Linked DNA regions of Lactuca sativa: region 2 is linked to region 1. A link is a contact called in public Hi-C data. All regions are on one chromosome and are shown on one strand. The core of a region is the stretch at or near the end of the contact, and the rest is flanking DNA. Distances in the headings are between cores, read along the strand shown.

Region 1 (3,109 bases), core at 34-2,533:
AACGGAATCTGATTTTGAAAACTTCAAAATCATCGCGTGGGGCTTCAAAACAAACGAGTTGACTTATTGTTTGATCAAGGTGACGTAAGCAAATTGATTTAAGGGTGTAAAAACTATAAATAAAACACAATCAACAACCCAAATTGTTTTAGATGATGTCATAAGGTTTTTTTACTAATAATATTTAGAGATTAGAGATTACATTAGAACTCCTTTGACCTTTGTTTTTTTGTTATATTGGGATCAATCTAGATTTATACAAATATATAGTCCGCACATTCAATTTTGCATTAAAACTAAGATATAATCTCTATATAAATCTTATTATATAAAATAAATCGATGATACTGAAATCAATCGACATATTAAACATATTAGATTGGATATTCAAACAAAAGACGCATAAAACAAAAATTACTCTTACAATTGACATAAAGTTAAGAAAGAGGGATCTATCTTTCAGAGCGAAACTGGGTGAGCCCATAGAATTCGATGATGCCTATCAATATCAAACATAGTAGTCAACTATAGAATATTCAATAATCATCTTTTCATAAAAGATATTATAAAATATTTATATACCATTAAAAATCGATTGTAATTTATATTATATTCTGTAAGCTTAGGTGACCACTTGACTGACTCGCTCATCCACCTGATCCCTTGTAATAAACCATGTTATGAAGTTGGATCAGTGCAATAGATATTTGAGTAAATTATACGAATGGTAACTGTGGTTTAGGGTAATTTGTACGTTTAGTCCCTAACTTACAGTTTGTTTTTGTTACGCGTTTGGTCCATGTCTTACCTAAAAAGACTATTTTGCCATTGATTTTTTAATTTATTTAAATAAGCACACCCCGAACTCTATTCCTCTCATCTTACCTTACATATTCCACCATTTTTCTTTATTTAAATAATAGTTTTTTTAGGTAAGATAGGGACCAAGTGCGTAACAAAAACAAATAGTAGAGACCAAACGCATAACAAAAACAAACAGTAGGGACTTTCCGAGTTAAAAAAATTAGTTAAGAACCAAACACGTAAATTACCCCAAACCATAGGAACCATTCATGTAATTTACTCTAGATATTTTGTGCCATGAAAGTTACTATTTCTAATTAAATACATAATCGATCATGTCAATTCGGATATTATTATATATTCGAGTTACACTATATATAAATTTTATTAAATATTTTGTATTCCTGAAGATAATACCAGAATATAAAAAAAAGATATATATCATACCCACTAACATCCGCCGTCATGATCGTTTTCAACATTTCAACCATATCCTTAAAACACATAGTATATATGTATATGCATACATATAATTAAAGTTACACCGCAACTACTTAATTGCACTTGTGAAAACACAAGAATAATTCGAAATAGTTTTGAGAGAAGAAATTAATTAAATGGGTTCATTAATGGCAGGTTGGGATTCACGAGTTCGTGACCCTAAATCCAGTAAGTTTTTTCTTTTCTTTTATTGTTTTAGCAGTAACTCGATCGTGGAATTTCATGCATCAAAATCATACATGTTAATTTGTCGAATTTTAACTATGGAGATCACTTCTGACTTCTTTTAGTACGCATATATATATGCATGATGATTTACGCATGTTCTTTAATCTCACTTCTGACCTATTTCAGTAAATCTGAAGAGGAACTTGTCGATGACCAACGAAGAAATCGCAAATTATTGGAGATCAAAGAAGAACGACGAACAAGTACATGCAGGTGTTCTTACATCTTGTCAGACGTTTTCGATGGAAAATTATAAGGTGAATATATATGATATTGGTGAGAGATAAATGTTAATTATATTATAACACTTTTTAAGATACTTTATCAACTAATTAATATTGTTTTCTAACAGAAAAATGAGTTGGAAAAAATATATGGTAGATCAAATTCCCTTCCGATCACAAAAGAATATTCCGTTATAGAAACTTCAGAAGAAGAAGAAGAAGACGAGGAAAAACTTTTCAAGAGCCATGGCTGGTAATTTATTCTTTATATTTCCAGGTTTTGTTATATTCTGAATAATCCATTTTTTTAAATTAAATACAAATTGTTATTAATATATGTATGATCATATATATATACATGCAGGTGGATTAATAGTAGATGGGCGTTTTTAAATGAACCACCTGTTATTGCATCGGAAACACCTGTGGTCAGATATGCTTCACAATTCCATGTTGCTCAAAAGCACATCAACGCCTCCGACCACCATGCTGCCACCAACGGCATTAGAACTTGAGTTTTAACTTTTTTTTGTAACGAAAAACATATACTATATAATGTCATATGTGTGATGTGTGAAAATTTGGTGTCGTTTTGGTTTATGAGTTCATAAGTTATAACTTTTAAAAATGTTTAATGTATTGTAGTAACTGTAACGTATTGTCAGATGCTTTTGTGTTAATATATATGTAACGTTAATTTATACGAATGTATTCAAGCCTATCTATGGTGGTTTCATGCTCGAATATGTTATTGTGTGTATGTAGTATGTACGTACTTTACATTTTTCTTACTGTAGCAGATAGCTACATATCATAAAAACCAACGGTTCAAACCATGTGTTGGGGAATTCTGTATATAAAAGTTAAGTGAGGATGAAAACAGGAATGGAATATAATGGAAGCAGTCTAAATTTGCTTTTTGGTAGAAGAACTATTAAAATGCAAATGCATGAACCATTAGGATCTTTTGTATTTGAATATTTTATTATTTTAACCTTCTAAATTCTAATTAAAATAATTTTAAAATACATAGATTAACCAACATTAATATTCAAAAGGTTTCATTTATTCCTACCCCTTTATCACTTATTTCTACTCTCTTATTTCTACTCTGTAATCATTTTTTAATCATTGTTTTTACTAATCATTTTACTTTTCTTTACTAATCATTACTAATTAAATTATGATTACATAATTATTATTAATAGTTTTTTTAAGATATTATTTTTATTTCAATTTTAGCACTCTCATTTTTATTAAGCTTACAAAATATATACAACTCATTTGTATAAGCTTACTACAAAATATATTATTGTCGATGTAATATTATTTATTTAATTTATTAAATACTA
Region 2 (3,515 bases), core at 792-3,291, 270 kb before region 1:
AATCATAAATGGTTAATATATATGCGTCAGCTAAGGTAAGATCGTTGTTGTTGGACCATGTGTAAAAAGATCATAACAGTATACATATATCTATGAAGACATGCATAAATCATATATGTTACTGGTTAGATGACAAAATGCCATTGTTGTAGACCATGTGTGTATTGAACTTTAGAAGACAATGTACGTATATCAATTAGGTGGCGAAAATGGGTTAGTGTAGGCCAATATGTGTGTTGTGCAGTGAGTAGCTGGCGAGATATGACTAATGTGTATGTATCTATCATACACATATATTCATCGGATAACGTTAATTATTATCTTCTAATTAAATGCATATATAACATACATATATATAAAATCATTGTATCCTTTATCATCTTTTAAATCGACAAATATGGGTCAGATGCTAATGATATGGGCCAGATCGATGCTAATGAATATCGTTAATTTTCCTTATTCATCATGTTTTTATAATAAGAGGTATATATGTTCCTAGTCCAGTTTCTTACATCGATGGGGTCTAAACGAATATGTTCATTTTAAACGTAATAGATTATGATTATAAAAAAGATTTGATCCATTAATGACATCTTATATGACATGGTATTACATTTGAAATTTTGTGTCAATCGTATTTGAATCAAGTGATTAAGTACACATCTACATATATAGATCAAACTAGGCGTGTCGAAAACAACCGAAACTCGTTCTACGCACCCGACCCGTTTCAAATTTGGATAAAATGGGTCGGATAGAACAGATAACGGGTATGAACATTCGGGTAATAGGTTAACCAGATAATAGTATAAGTCGGGTTTTAGGTATGAACATTAATTTTCGGGTATACCCGAATACCCGAATTCGTTTTTTAAAATAATACATAGTATATTTAAATATTAATATATCCCATATCCTATGTATTATATAGGGTATTGGACTATTGGTAACATGAGGCAGAAGCATGCTTGAAAAAAAATTAAAACCCTTCACTTCTTCTTGATCGACACAAACAAACACAGGCACGCTCCATATTTCTTAATCCGAATTTCGATCCTCAAAGACGCAATTCTTAGCCTCCATCTTCGTTATAGGCTGAAAATTCTCATGATGCATATTCTCACTAGCCATGTATCATGAACATACATTATACAACAGTAACAATGAAGTGGTGCAGCAGATTCTGGTTTTGAATTCAATATAACCCAATAAGAGTTATTTAATCTAATAATAAACATGATAAATTGTTGTAGTTGAGATTACAATATAATCCAAAATTAGTTGGATTCAAAATATATGTGTTAAAAATGGGGTTAATTTTCTCGAGATTCAATAGACTAGAATGATATGTGTATGCTCCTCAAAATACTCACATACTTTTGTCTTCTTTAACTTGAAATGGAATATTTTGCTACCCAATTTTTTATTAAACCAACCTAAATGCAAAAATAAAATAAAAAAGAAAAAAGAAAAAAGAAACATTTTCAGGTATATCCGATAATTATCCGAACCGGCCTAAAACCCGAATACCCGAAACCCAAAAGCCCGAATTACAATATAGGTCGGGTATCGGGTATTATTTTTTTAAGGAAATACCCGTTTTACGCGAAACCTGAAAATTTTATCCGATCGACACCCCTAAATCAGATTAGATAACAAATACCGAAGATTGTATACAACAAGAAGTCCCGAAGATCCCATTTGGAATTGAAGACTCCGAAAATCCCATTTAGATGAGGTAGAGAAGAAGACTGCAGTATGTGCATACAAATTATGTAAACCATGTGTGTATATTGATTAGGTTGCAAAAGGTGAAAATAAATGAGTAGCTAATGTGTATATCTATGACAAGAGTATGACTCAAGTAGACCATATATGTACGTATGTATGTAAAGGTCTAGACCATGTGGATTAATGTATATATATGTATCAACTCTTAAAATATATATAGTAAATGATATATATATATATATGTTATAAAATATTAATAAAATGAGTTAGATGTATGAGTATGAGTATGAGCATGAGCATGCATTAATGGGGAGCCAAAACCAAGATGCATGATTGATAATTGAGAAAGAAGTTAATGAAGGATTGGTCCACTGGTGTCTGAAATTTTGCAGAAGAGACCACTATTTACTTTCTTTCTCTTTCTCTTTCTCAATCACACAAAAACTGTGGTGTGTAGTGTGGCTTCTGCAAAATCTCTGCCACCTTCCCATGCTTTCCCCCCAAACCTAATATGTCTTTTACCTTCTTTCTTTCTTACTTTCTTTCTTTCTTTCTTTTTTCTTTTGCGTGTGTGTGATGTAATCGATGCCCTCTTTTTTACTCTCTCTCTCTCCCTCTCCCTCTCTCTCACACACTAATCACACCCCCATAAAACACACACCCTCTCTCTCTCTATGAGTCTGCACATTTCACCTTCCTCCATGTCTGTGCATTGGTACTTGGTTATTAAATCCTGCTAGCTGCTACTGTGTTACTGCTGTATGTGTGTGTGGCCATTGTACTGCATGCAGAACAACTGACAACTGGGAAACCATGACCCAGGTTTACAAGCCATCTCCCTTTCTTTCTTTCTCTCTCTTTCTTCTTCTCTCTCATCAGCAGCTAGGGTTTAGTGTTTGATCCATATTTAAAGCTAATTAATTAATGAACTTGTTTGTTTAGGGTATGTAGTGGTGGCTGTTACTGTTAACCCAAAGGTCTGATCAGGTTACCTGATCATTTGAGTTTAAGTAATATTAAATCTTTTGTTTGGATTCTACCGAATATATATGATATATGCTATCAATCGACATTAAAGGTGTATAAACTTTATCTGTTGTCTACAGGACCATGTTGACAGTTTTGTTATTTTTTTGGTTTTATCTTTTTAAGATTTGTTAACTATATATATTTGTTTTTAATTGGATTCTTTTGTTTTTCAGAACATAATTATCATCCACCGTGTAAGAAAATCGAAGGGAAATATTATTATTTCTTGAAAATCTTTTATGTTATTTAACTTATTTTCAAGGGATTTTGGGAAATAACTTGCATGAACGTAATCGGCGCCATTTCATAGTACATTTTTGCAAGCGGTTTTTTTAACCCGAACCAACCACCCCCCTCCCCTCCCCGGGTCCAAAAAAAGAATATATATATATATACATATTTTTTAAAATTGTGTATTAGACCTAAAGGCTGTAATTTCATGGTTTTATCATGGCAAAGACTATCCATCTCCACATCAATTTACCATGTTTGACACATACCAGAAACGGTGAGAGAGAGAGAGGTACGGTAGCTTCTAGTCGAGCTCCGCACTACCGCATTGGAAAATGTAGACCCGACACGGTGTTAGCAGTCTACATGGCAGTATGAGTTTATCGCACTCACACCATATCCTTAAAAGATGATGAATATAATCTCGTGATCAAAGCAGTTAAAAATGATTAAATTTAGAACATTAGTTTAAAAACCAAGTTTAATATTTACTTAAATCTAAAGTTATTTAGTTTCATATTTCA

The links. Hi-C and Micro-C count contacts between places; a contact is called where the count stands out from the background.
Region 2: a contact with region 1 is called in a Hi-C map of seed, with 8 times the contacts expected there. The contact joins the promoter of LOC111881985 here to the promoter of LOC111881993 in region 1. A contact is called at or near these places in 2 of 4 Hi-C or Micro-C datasets (leaf and seed).

Annotation. Positions count from the first base shown.
Region 1 is chr5:64,402,601-64,405,709 of Lsat_Salinas_v11, reverse strand. It overlaps LOC111881993, which reads left to right and starts at 1,283. Exons shown (of 4, transcript XM_023878363.2): 1 at 1,283-1,473; 2 at 1,660-1,790; 3 at 1,886-2,010; 4 at 2,122-2,458. The coding sequence starts at 1,422. The coding sequence ends at 2,272.
Region 2 is chr5:64,667,959-64,671,473 of Lsat_Salinas_v11, reverse strand. LOC111881985 (cell division control protein 2 homolog D) reads left to right here and starts at 2,041. Exons shown (of 7, transcript XR_008224263.1): 1 at 2,041-2,553; 2 at 2,934-3,515.